2 separate regions of the Rattus norvegicus genome follow, and region 2 is linked to region 1. The links are chromatin contacts, called in public Hi-C maps. All regions are on one chromosome and are shown on one strand. Each heading gives the region's core, a stretch centred on a gene start, on an enhancer-like site or on the middle of the called end of the contact. The rest is flanking DNA. Distances are from core to core; before and after follow the strand shown.

Region 1 (6,366 bases), core at 1,355-3,854:
CCCAGGAAGACCCTGGGAGCAATGACAGGATGTTTCAGCCTGAGCAAAACACCAGATGTCCCTGAGCAGATTCCTGAGAAGGGTTCGACCTTTTCAAAGAAAATGTCCCTGGAAGACTGTTGCCTCTTTGTTATAGGAGGGTATCTTGCAGTGTAGGGATTCACCTTATATCCTTGGGCACTTCCCAAACTCCCCCACCCTAAGCTTCAGTTCATGCTTCTATTCCTGCCTCAGAGCTTTAAATGCTGTACATTTCTCTCAATAAATGAGACCTTGACAACAGAATCTTGCTTGGTCTCCTTCTTCTCTTCACCCTCATTTGGCCCACAGGTAGAAAGCCTCTTCGGGACCCTGAATAACTGGGTCCCTGCTGGTGGGGACAGAAATACACCTCTTGCACTTTCTCTTCTCATTGTTTTAACTTCAAAGCGATCATCTTTACAGCAAACTGTATCAGCTTCTTTTTGAAGTTTTATTATAGTTTCTAACTTTTTTGTAAATTAAAAAATAAGATAATGAGAAACAATAACTGAAAATGGTACCACATGCCTTTAATCCCAGCACTTGGGAGGCAGAGGCAGGTCGATCTCTGAGTTTGAGGCCAACATGATGTACAGAGCGAGTTCCAGGACACCCAGAACTACACAGAGAAACCCTGTCTCAAAGAAACAAAACACACAAACAAAAACAAAAACAAAGAAGAAGAGAAAGAGGAAGGGGAAGAAGAAACAAAGAGTAAACAATAACTCAAAAATCATCATAGAAAGTATTTGCAACACGATTCATTCACAGAAGATGTTGAGATTTTTCTAACACGGGTGATTGTTGTCTGTTCTTGGTTGTTTGTAAAGCAGTGCTAAAATAGGATAGTATGAATATATAAGTTGATTGTATCTCTTTCATAGCAGTGCTAAGTGTTTAAGAATCACAATTGTAAAAAAAAATCCATTTTAATGTGTCTTTATTTTTATTACACCCGTTTGTCATCAACAAAACACTGTGAAGTTTCCTGAGGAGAGAGGAGCTCCCTGTATTGGAAGTGTCTCCAGAAGAAATGGTTTTAATTATCACTGGTATGATTTCAGATGCCGCGTTAATCGCGGTGCCGCCATTGATGACCTCCCCTTTGAATCTGTTTTTATTTTGATCCTGTAAAACACATTACACTTTTAGAAACCATCTTGCTCTTTATTTTCGCACGTTCCCCCCGTATTGTTTGTCATTTCATCAAATGTCATAAGGAAGGGGATTAGAGGTAAATTATAACTCAGCGTGAGTTATAACTGCCTCCTCTCAAGCTATAACAGGAATGCTCTGGAGAGAGAAAAACCATGGTTGGACTTCTGTTGCATTTTCTACTTGTGCAGCATCCTGTCATTCCCTCAGTTACTCCTTAATCCCATTTCCCATTCCCGAATTTAAAAGTGTACAACAGAAATGAATTCTGCCTCTGTCCCACATTATATCACACAGTTCTTATCTTATCCCTTCGGTGTTTTGAGGAAAGGTCTTATTTTGTTTATTGCAGTCCAGACTGGCTTTGAACATGGAGCCCTCCTGTTTTCACATCCTAAGGTCCATTCCATCATTCACAGCGCTTCTTTTTAAGTCATTTGTTGGGTGTCCTTTTGAGGTCTGAGGCACAAAGATAAGGCAAATATGATACAATGTTCTCTGGGATCATCGTGGTGCCATTGAACGTTATTATGCGGGAATGCAAAACCTCAAGTGAAACAAAACACGTTACTGATTCTTAACATTGTATAATTAATTTTCAAATCATAATCTGCATCTTTATAAGTATTAGAGGGGAAAAGGTTGGAAACTAATCTCAAAGCATGAGAGAAGGTGAGCAGAGCTATTTATCTTGATTAAAGTCTTGAATGATTTAACTGCAATTAGGCAGACAAGTGCCTACAACTGTATTTCTCAAAATATGGGACATAGTGCTCAACAAATACATAAAAATGTCTTTCAGAAAATAAGTCGATTTTCTCAGGTGTAGTTAGAGAACTGCTTGTTTCCATGCCCCACTCAAGATTGACCTGCAAGGGATTAAAAACCTTTAAACTTGAGGGAAAAAAAAGTGGAAATTGAATTTGAACAGTCCTGGGTCACTCTGCTAATATATGAAGGGCATTCAGGATATTTTTCACCCATCTCTTCTAAAAAAAAGCAGATGAAAATAGCAGGACTACAAAGAGTAGAAGTACATGTTGATGTCTGAAAAAAATATGTAGTTACAGAACAAGAGAAAAAAAAAACCCTCTCCTTCTTCATTTCAAACAGTTTCTATCTGTGGGGTTTTCTTTTCTTGTAAGACATAGGAAACATAAATCCTTTCTCAGAAACTATTCTATTGGTTGTGGCAAATGTACATGGTTGTATAATATCTGTCAAAAATAGGACAGAGAACAATTTTATTGTCCTACAAAACTCCTCTGTTACTTTGTGGCCCGACTCTCCCTCCAAGTCCAGCCAATGATGTAGTCTGTTTTCTGGCCTTATAAATTTGGCTTTCCCAGAATATGATACCAATGACACAGTGTGTAGCCATTTGAATGGTTTCTTTCACTGGCCATGGAGCATCTGATGCCTAACCACACTGCCCCATTCACACACAGGTCCCTGTTTCTGCTTTACTGCAGGAGCCAGAGCCCTGCGGTAATGTTGAGAGTGATGAGTGGATGTTGCTTTTGTTTCCTTCTTAGCAGAGAGAAGATTCCACTCGACACAGACTCTGCACATTTCATGTGTCTGGTATCAGGAAGATGCAGCTTTACCAATTCCTTAATTCACTGTGAATTTTGCTATCTCCTTTGTTGATATTTTAAGCCATGAATGGACACTGAATTTTGTCAAATGAGAAGTCAGGGCAACTATGATAAAGATCATGAGATTTTTCCCACACTACTCTTCTGAGACTATGAGTATGGCGATTGATTTCAAATGCGGAGCCGTTTCTACATTTCAGAATAAAACCCATTTAAATCATGATGCATTATTTTGTTTTTTCTAATATTTTATTGATGACTTTAGATTCTCACTTTTATATTGATAGGTTTCTTTATTTGTATTGTTTTTTTTTTTGCTGTTTTATGCATCAAGGTAGAGTATATTGAATATTCCCTTTATTTTACATAGACTTGGCAATTTTTTTCTTAAAGTTTTAGTAAGCAAAATTTAACTACTAACTTGATTTATTTCATAGACAGAAAGATCATCTGTAAGCTATGATAATTTTATAAGCTATGATAATTTCTGGCTTTTGGGAAATGTATTCTTTACTGCAGTTATCAAATATGTAGGCATATATAAAATTGTTGGAAATAATCCCCTATCCTTTTCCTGCCTATAGAGCCAGTAACAATGTTTCCCTCTCATACACAATATTAGTAACTTTACATCTTGTATTTTCCTTCCTTTTTCAGTTATATAAGATGCTTATTGGTGATATCAGTCTTTGAGAACAACTAGTTTTTAGTTTCTTTTTTCTCCCTTTTTTCTTTATTTTTTTGTTATTGTTTTTTATTTTCTGATATTAATTCCTTGATTTCTACTCCTGTCTTCAATTTTCTTTTCACTTTGTTTTCTCCAAGATTTAATTTGTTCTGCTTTTTTTCCCCCTCTCAATTCTTAAAATTTAGGAAATAGATTTAGCTCTAGGAAACTGATGAGATTTATAAAAACAAAAAACCAACTCCATGCAGCCCAAATGAAGTAGTGAGAAGCCAAAGAAACTACACATTCATACCCAACATGGTAGAGCCATGAGTTTACAGGGGTCAGTTATAGATAAATAGGAAAGGTCTGCTTCCAGACTGTGGGCGACTCAAAAGCAGCTGAATCACTTAAAAATTCCAAACAAACACATCCAACAACTCAGGAAAACACCATTACTAGAGTCCCTGTGCGCAACTTTCAGGCAGCTAATGTCAGGGAGGAGTCTGCTGGCAATTATTTATAGCTTATATAACTTTAAGGGAGACTGTGTGAGCCTTCTGAGTTTCATGAACCTCTTCCATTTTTCCATGAAGGAATGTTCCAACCCACGAAAGACAGCTATACAACACTCCACCCCTGCATCTGTTTCTTAAATGTCTGTCCTCTCTTCTGCAATGTTCTCCAAGTATTGAGGAGATGATATATTTGTGTAATTGTTTTCTTCCATTTATTACTGAGTCCCTGGGCTGCTATGTCATAGCGACAGTCACTTACTCTTAGAAGTTTGATTAGTTATGAGTCTCTACAACAACTTCAACCCCTACCCGAGAAGCTGCCCTTGACAACTGTAGCACCAAGCTATAGGAATAAACAGAAAGGTTGAGAAGACATTTGATAGGCACATTATGTCTGCTTAAATAGATAATCACAGCAATCTACCAGCTCGGGCATATAACTTCTTCAGACATAGGATTTTGTCTGTTGTTGTTGTTGTTGTTGTTGTTGTTGTTGTTGTTGTTGTTGTTGTTGTTTTGCTTGGTGTGTGTGTGTGTGTGTGTGTGTGTGTGTGTGTGTGTGTGTGTGTGTGTAGGCTGGAGGGCAACCTCAAGTGCTGGTTTTAAAGAACTATCTACTTTTATTTTGAGACAGAATCTCTTACTGGCCAGGAACTTATCAAGTAAGTTAGGTCAGCTGATCAGAAATCCCCAGGGATCTACCAATCTCCCGTCCCCAGGACCAAGATTGTGTGAATTAAGACCACTGAATTCATGTCTGTATGTTTGTCGGTAAATGCTTTACTGACTGGGCTATCTCCTAAGCCTTTATCCACAGGTTTTAATTTTGGTTTAGTTTGATTTAGATTGGCTGTTGCCTGCCCTTACAGTACCAAACATGATCTCCCTCCTGTGTAGAAGACCTTAAATCGAATGGAGAAATTATTGTATTCACAGTAGTTGTGACACTATTACACTAGATGGCCAACTTTGTCATATGCTGACTGTGTTAACAGGCAATGGGCAGAGCTCAGAAGGAAAGTTGGTGCTAATTCTCTCTTAGCATCCTGTAAAATATCCTTCAGCACCATGTACGCTAACCAACAAGGATAGACATGGCTTCATATCCTGAAATCAAAACCTGTGATAGCTTCAGCAATGGAGGCTTTACATCTAGTTCTGGCATGCAACCAACAATGGTGACAGTTGCCTGTATTACATTTAGGACTTCTGTAGCTTTTCTAATCAATAATTCATAGCGAAGTAGCTCACAGGTGACTGGGATTTTACCCAATAAACATATGACTCAGAAGAGGGACTTTTTCTATTCATGTGGGTGCATTTGCTTAAATTCCTTAACTGGTGTGTTAACTATTCTTTCTACCAGTTATTTTTCTGAATCTGGGAGATAGTCAGTTCACTATCGTATAATGAACCCTCTTACAGATATTATGTAAGTTCTCTCAAAATCTACCGATATTCCTCCTAAGCAAAGAAAAATAATCTTGCTATTAAATATTTTGGGGGAAATACTAAGAAAAAATTAGCAAGGCCAACTACAACACAATAAAAATCTCATCACTTACGTTAACTGTCAGCCAGGTATCGTGGTATACATAACTAATACAAGCAATTGGAAGGCAGAGGCAGGTGGATCTCTGTGTGTTCCAGGCCAGCCTTGACTGCATAATGAGTTCTAGGACAATGAGGTCTACACAGTGAGATCTGGCTTTAAATCAAAACAAGAAAAGACTCTGTCAATTGCTCCATCAAAACAAGAGTAATGTTTCGAACAGAAGCATGGATGGTGGACACTGCCTCTTCTAGCTCTTCATAACTCACAGTGAGTCTTCATAACCATCTGGCCTATCCATACAGGGGCGATGTCATGAGACCACTATATATTTCCTATATAGACTTGGTGGGGCAGCTCACACTGCTCGCCCTGTACTTGATCTGACAGGCTCCCAGCCTGTGCTGTGAACAGCTTCAGTGTTTTTCATCACCAATGTCTGAATTGACCATAGACTCTGAAGATCATATACACTCTCAGGATATTTTCTTGAAGGAGAAAAATGTACACAATATTCTCTGGGTGAAGGCTTATTGCCCAGTGCTACAGTCCTGGGGTGATCTGGACTTTTCCACCTACAGAATTCTGTTGTGCACACTTTTGTGAACCGTTTCTTAGGCTTCAAAGACAGATGAACCAAAGAATCATCTTTTCCCCCCTCTGGGGACTCCAGCCTGACATAGATCTTATCACATTTTCTTCCAAATATACAAACATACTTTTTATGCTGACTATTAAATCATTCAGACTCACTGTCTTAGGTTAGAGTTTTACTGCTGTGAACAGACACCATGACCAAGATGAGTATTATCAAGAGCAACATTTAACTGGGGCTGTCTTACAAAAGGTTCAGTC
Region 2 (6,366 bases), core at 1,005-3,504, 300 kb before region 1:
AATCTATGTTAAGCTTCGTTTCTGTAGTAAAACAGTCACTTAACACTGATTTGTGCCCTAAGGACGGGCACAATCTTAGCATGAAGGGCCAGATAGTAAACCCTATGTTTTATTGACCAAGTAGTCTCTCCTAAAATCTTTACCTTTGTTGCTAATAAAAGGAAATCAACCCCCAACCCTCAAATGGCATAAGATGCTTTATGTTCTAATGAAACATTTTTTATATGAAAACAAAATGCTGGGCTGACTGCCTGGCAGTCCATGTTTTGTATCTTCTTTAGACCATACCCTGTGCAGGAGTGAGAAGCATTTGTGGAGCCAGGAGCACTTTGTCAGAGGCGCACAATACAAGAACTACTTTAACCTGGGCCACAATTCAGTGTGCTAACACAGGCAGGGCAGAGTTCCTTTTGTCCAGGAGAGTCCTTACCTGTTTCCCAGAAGATAAAATAATGGCAAGAAGAAAGGTCAGGGTTGAGAAAACATCATTAAAAAAAATCTGCTTATGAACATGATAGAAGAGATCTCATGTATTAATAGCATTTGTAGAACAGTGTGTACCTTCTTTGGTCAAGAACACAAAATGAAAGGCTAACTTCCAATGGCCTAGAAAGAGTTCAGCTATAGATGCATTTATAAATATGCAAAGTATGCTGAGTGGACATTTATATATGCATCCAGTTTTTTCTCAGAAGTTGTTTGAGGGGAACAGTGCATAGATTGGTCCTATGCAAAGATAAAATGGACATGTGTGCTTTGCCTTCTGGGAGACATCTAAGAGAGAACAGGGTCTTCCTGGTATGGAAATTATAATCTAAATATTTTTAAAATGGCAAAAATAAAATTACATACATGTAGTATATAGATATTTAATTCTTTAGAAGTTTGTGGTCAGCATGTCACCATTTTAGAAAAAAAGATAGGCGTTGCATAGTCTAAGGTACACACATTTTTAGTTCCAATTGAGACAATATGTACCATTCTAATGAATTTAGTTTGTTTCACAGAAGGTGATTCAAAGATAGAGACATCCTTCCTCCAGCACACTACAAGCAAGGTGCTTCTAGAGTTATAGACTATAAAGTAAGCCTTACGCAGGGAGAATGGGAGGATGTGTGGTTGGATCCAGTTAGGTACCATTCTAACTTAGATACGCATAGTGTACAAAGAGTTTAAGCTCAAAAGGGAAAGCAACAGAGTGAACTGTTTGCAGCCAACTTCTAGAACGATATTCTGAGTCACTAAGGCTTAGCGGTCACCCTCTGGAATGTGGCCATCCCTTCACGTGTAAGAATAAACTTCAAAGACCCCAAGAGAAACTATTATTTCAAACATTTGCTGTGAACTTGGAAAATGAAACACAATAGAATTCAAACTCTGAAGAACTGATCTAAGCTGTTTGTTCTCATTTTAAAGGGTCACTGAACAGATCCAGTCTGGGCCCCTTAACCAAAGAACAATATGGGAAAGAATAAAAGATCTCCAAAGAGCTTGCTCATGTCAGAATGCTTGGTATGCAATGTCCTCCTGTCCACTGCATTGCTCACCTGCCCTCTTAGCTCTTTACAAAACTTTGGGGATATAGACGCTGGACATGTTCAGTGTCAGTAGTGGTAATATCTCTCATAGCCATTCTTCATTCTTTCTCCTTTGTTTTGTTTCTTAATTTTTCCCCTTCCACTCCCACTTTCTACTTTATATATCTACTGCTTCACTCTTTTCATTTTTGCTTTTGATCTCTACTCCTTAAATTTCTTGATATGTTTTTCTTTTTCCAATTTCAAGGCTATACAATGAAATAAATATATATTTCTACCTGTTATGGTTTATAGAATTTATTTCCTGAAATGGGCTTCTATTTTAAAGCTAATAGTAGTAATGTTCTACATATGTGTACACATATATAAATACATATGCACATGCACACATAAACATATGTAATCCTAGCTGCTTCACATTTTAAAAGGTCACAAATGTTCTTGATTGTGCACATGGAATATTCCTTTGTTTTTATTTTAGTATATTTTCCCTATGGACCATCCCTTCACATCTCCTCTTAACTGTTCAGAAGTAGCACCTTGACCTATGAATCTTCACCTGACCTTTCCAAAGATCAATACATCTCTACAATGGCCTTTTCTTTCATCCCTTGAAATGAATAGAAATGGATGCCAAATTTTCCTTCTGCAAGGCTAAGCATTTTTAGAAGGTGAGAGGAGTTACTGGGTCTCATACTTTTCACAATTAAACAACGTGCTGCCTTGGCATAGCATGCTGGGAAAATATATCATGCCACTGAATAGCTCTTTTCTAACACCATTATGTACTCTCCCTATCCGGTGTCCAAATTCCCCCTCCACCAGGGGAGTACAGTCCCTTTGCACAGTGCACAGTTCTAGCAACTGCTCCATTTTTTATCTCTCAGCCTATTCCTGGCCTCATTCATATGCATGCAAATGTGGGTTTCTGCCCTCTGGAGAGCTGGCAGGCACCCCGTGGTCTGAAGCCTCTTGTCCCTGAACATTAGACACTCTGTTACCCATGAAAAGCCAGCAGAGAAATGGTGTAGATAGGCAGTCTTAGAAATTCCATGTTTATTTCAGTCAATTAGCATGGTTTTTTTTCCCCTCTTCTTCCTGTCAGCACAGAAAGAAGACATGCTAAGGAAAATGTAAAGTGAATACTGATGAAAAGGCGACTTAGGGAACTGTACATTTTAGTTTGCAAAGCTAAAAAGACACATTTCTACCATCAGCTTATCTTCCACAAATGATGAGAAAGTTCTAGAAAATATTATTGGGACACGAAATTCTCTTAGATGAATCTCACCTCCCCATTGTTTTTAAATATGAATAAAGAGTGTGGTTCACTAAAACAGGTCAAGTTCTTGCCTTCCGTTGACTATACCCTTAAGGCACAGACCAATATAATTACCTCCTCATTCTGATTGAGCAACAAATTCTTTCTCACCTGTCCCAGTAACCTCGATTCATCAGGCCCTCCCTGTGCTCAATCTTCTGTCTGTCTGACGTCCATCCTGTTCAGCACCAGCCCCTTCATGCTCAGTCTTCCCTTCGCTCTATCACACAGCTCTCTTCAGCTCTCTAACCCTGGTGAGGGGTCCTTTGTCTTCATGGCTGGCTCTTCTCTCTCCTCGTATAGTCGAACTGTGAGTTTCGGTAAGAGCTACTTTCTTAGGCTTCTCCTCATTTATCATCACCTCACCTCTAACTGTCAGTCACAACCCCCATGCTGTTCATTCAGACGCTACTATCAAAAGTCAACTATTCGAACTGGCTACAAAACATACTTACCTGGATAACTAGGACCCAACACTTTAGTTTCAGTGTGTACTCAAAACTTAGTTAATTTTTAGTTCAATTTTACTTTTTAGTTCAATTCTCCTCCCTCTTGCAACATTGCAAATAGCTATTCATGTGGTTTCTGTGTGCATGTGCATATGTGTGTGGGGTGGGGCACGTGCATATGTATAAGTCACTTGTTACTTGGTAGGGACTATAGTTGGTAAAACACTGTTGTGAGGTATGCTTGTGAAGATGGATTTAAGAGACTAGTATTGGCTTCCTCTTCTAAGATTAATAAAGTTGGTCACAGTAAAAAAAAAAAGAGAGAGAGAGAGAGACTAGTGTTTTCATTAGTAGACTGAATAAATAAGACCACACTTGCCATTCAGTCTGTTGAGGTTCTAAATAGACCACGAGATGAAAGAAAGTAGATTTTCTCTCTCCTGTCACCATGGCAGCATCCATCTTTCCCTATCATTAGATAAAAATAATCTGTATTCTTGGCCCTGGGACTTAGGATTAGTTCCTCTGGTTCTCAGGACTTTGAAATGAGACTAGATTTCCTCTGAGTGATATGAAGTTTCTCCTTCATAGACAACAAATCATGGCTCTTCTCAGCAACCATAATCTGATAAGCCAGTACTTCAAAATGTCTGTCTGTCTGTCTGTCTGTCTATCTATCTATCTATCTATCTATCTATCTATCTATCTATCTATCTATCTTATCTCTCTACCCATCCAACTATCTATCTATCTATCTATCTATCTATCTATCTATCTATCTATCTATCTATCTATCTATCTATCGCTTCTATCCATCTGCCTACCTATTTCCTGTTGGTTCTGTTTCTCTAAGAAATGCTGACTGACTTAGACATTCTTCGTTTAAAGTTTATTTTGTTTATTTACATCCCAAATGCTGCCCCTTCTCCTGGTTCCCCCTTGCAGAGTTCTTCCCCCATGCCCCCTCCCCTTTGCCTCTGAGAGGGTTTCCCAACCCCACTGGGTATCCCACCACTCTGGATCATCAAGTCTCTATAGGATTAAGTACATCCTCTCCCACCCACCCACCAAGGCTGGACAAGGCCGCACATATGTGCTAAGGACAGATCAGCCCATCTATGCTCTTTGGTTGGTGGCTCAGTCTATGGGAGCTTCCAGGTTAGTTTGAATCTGTTACTATTTGTTGTCCTGTGAGGTTGCTATCCTCTTCAGTTCCTTCAATCATTCACCTAACTCTTCCAAAGGGGTCCCGAACTCCGTCCAGTGCTTGGCTTTGGGTACCTGCATCTATCTCAGTCATCTGTTGGCTAGAGCCCCTCAGAGGACAGCCATGCTAGGCTCCTGTCTGCAAGCACAACAGTAACAGTGTCAGGAAATGGTGCCAGCCCTTAGGATGAATCCCAAGTTGTACAGGTCACTGGTCAGCCATTCATTCAGTCTCTGCCCCATTTTTGTCCCTGTCTTTCTTTTAGACAGAAGCAATTTTGGATAGAAAGTTTTGTAGGTGGATTGGTATCTTCAGCCCTAAGAATACCCATGACACACCCCCAATGACTTAAAGAAGTTCAATTTAAGAAGGAAGTAAGGATGCTTAAATCCCACTTAGAAGGGGCAACAAAATAATCATCGGAGGCAGACAGACTTGGATGAAAGAAGGGAGAAGGAGGAGAATGGGGAACAGGAGGAGATATGGGGATAGATAGAAGAGAGGCTAAGAGAGCCAAAAGAATGAATGGAAATATGTAGCTTCTGGGAGTTGGGGGAATCTCTAGGAAGTCCTAGAGACCTAGGATTGGGGAGGCTCCCAGGACTCAATGCAAGTGACCTTAGCCATGCCCATCAGTGGGAACCTGAAGATACCACCTCCAGAAGATGGACAAGGCCCCCAGTGGAGGGACGGGGACACCAATCCACTGATGTACGCATTCTATAGCTCCATTCAATGCTATCATCCAAAGCCAACCTATTCAAGCACTAAAACAACTCAAATGCATTCTTCAAATCACTACTCGAGTTGAGTAACTACGACATTTAGGCATGTGCTTTGCATGGGCCATTCAAAGGTCCTGCATGTGCCATTAGCCTACCCTAGGTTTTTCTTCTTCAGTGTAGATCATCACTGCTGGTCAAGAAGACTGCCCTGTGAATAGAGTACTTCTCCAGTCCTTGCTAAGTTCTCTGGCTCAGGTTTGTGGCTTTTCCTTTTAGGTGAAATGCTTTGCCTAATCCATGTAGGTATTGACAATCAACTATCACTGGCAATAATTGGTGATTTTATAGGGGCTTCTCTATCCCGTTGGCCAAGAACTCAGCCTTGAATAAGGGTTATTAGGCCTGTTCTGATATCCAATTTGACTTGATTAATGGTAAGTGACTTAGCCATTCTAGGCTCTTATTTACTCATATGAAAAATTACAAAAGTATATGAACTCTCACTTAGGGTTGGATGAACACATGAAATAATACATGTGAGCTACTTAGCATACAACCGATCTCATAATGAGTGCTCATACTGTTAGCAGTTATTATCTTCACTGTACCTTCCTTTACCATGCTGGCCCCAACTCTGTAGTGTGCTTATTTGATGGATCGTTTCTTGTGGGAATGAACATTGTCACAGTCATGCACTAGAGACTGAACATAGTCTGGAGACAGGGAAGTCATGTGGGTAAATGTTATCAAGTAGATTGGTGGTATCACAGGGGCAGGCTTTCTCCCTCTATTTACCTGAAGTTGTGTCCAGGTAGAGTAAGAGAAGCATTAGTTGTGCTTTATATATGTGTGTTGAATGAACTCCATAATCCTCAATTAGGAACTTGAATTTAAGACTCAATAAATTCTTTAAGATAAGGTTTCTGAATAATAAGGTTCTAAGGCAAAGGAGATCCTGCTCTATGGTCCTTTCTCATTGTGGATCTCAAAGAGCACTTCCCAGTGGAGACTGAACAGAAAGGGAATCACTATGGGTGTGGTTCTCACTAACTTAGGCCCTGTCTTCTACTGTATGTGGACAGGAGGTTAGACCATCCAACAGCAATGCTTCCACTGCACGTTATCG

What was found. A called contact is a pair of places that touch in the nucleus more often than the background predicts.
Region 2: a contact with region 1 is called in a Hi-C map of the A7r5 cell line, with 2.7 times the contacts expected there. The contact joins two enhancer-like sites. A contact is called at or near these places in 1 of 12 Hi-C or Micro-C datasets (the A7r5 cell line) and 1 of 1 datasets of contacts at active chromatin or transcription factors (oligodendrocytes).

What each region holds. Positions count from the first base shown.
Region 1 is chr11:71,417,584-71,423,949 of GRCr8, reverse strand. No RefSeq gene overlaps it. Among named protein-coding and RNA genes, the nearest start is that of Zbtb20, 120 kb to the right of the region's middle. Within about 2 kb of position 2,604, at least 37 of the 93 cell types and tissues checked have an H3K27ac peak or open chromatin away from gene starts, as enhancers often do.
Region 2 is chr11:71,716,964-71,723,329 of GRCr8, reverse strand. No RefSeq gene overlaps it. Among named protein-coding and RNA genes, the nearest start is that of Gap43, 160 kb to the left of the region's middle. Within about 2 kb of position 2,254, at least 12 of the 93 cell types and tissues checked have an H3K27ac peak or open chromatin away from gene starts, as enhancers often do.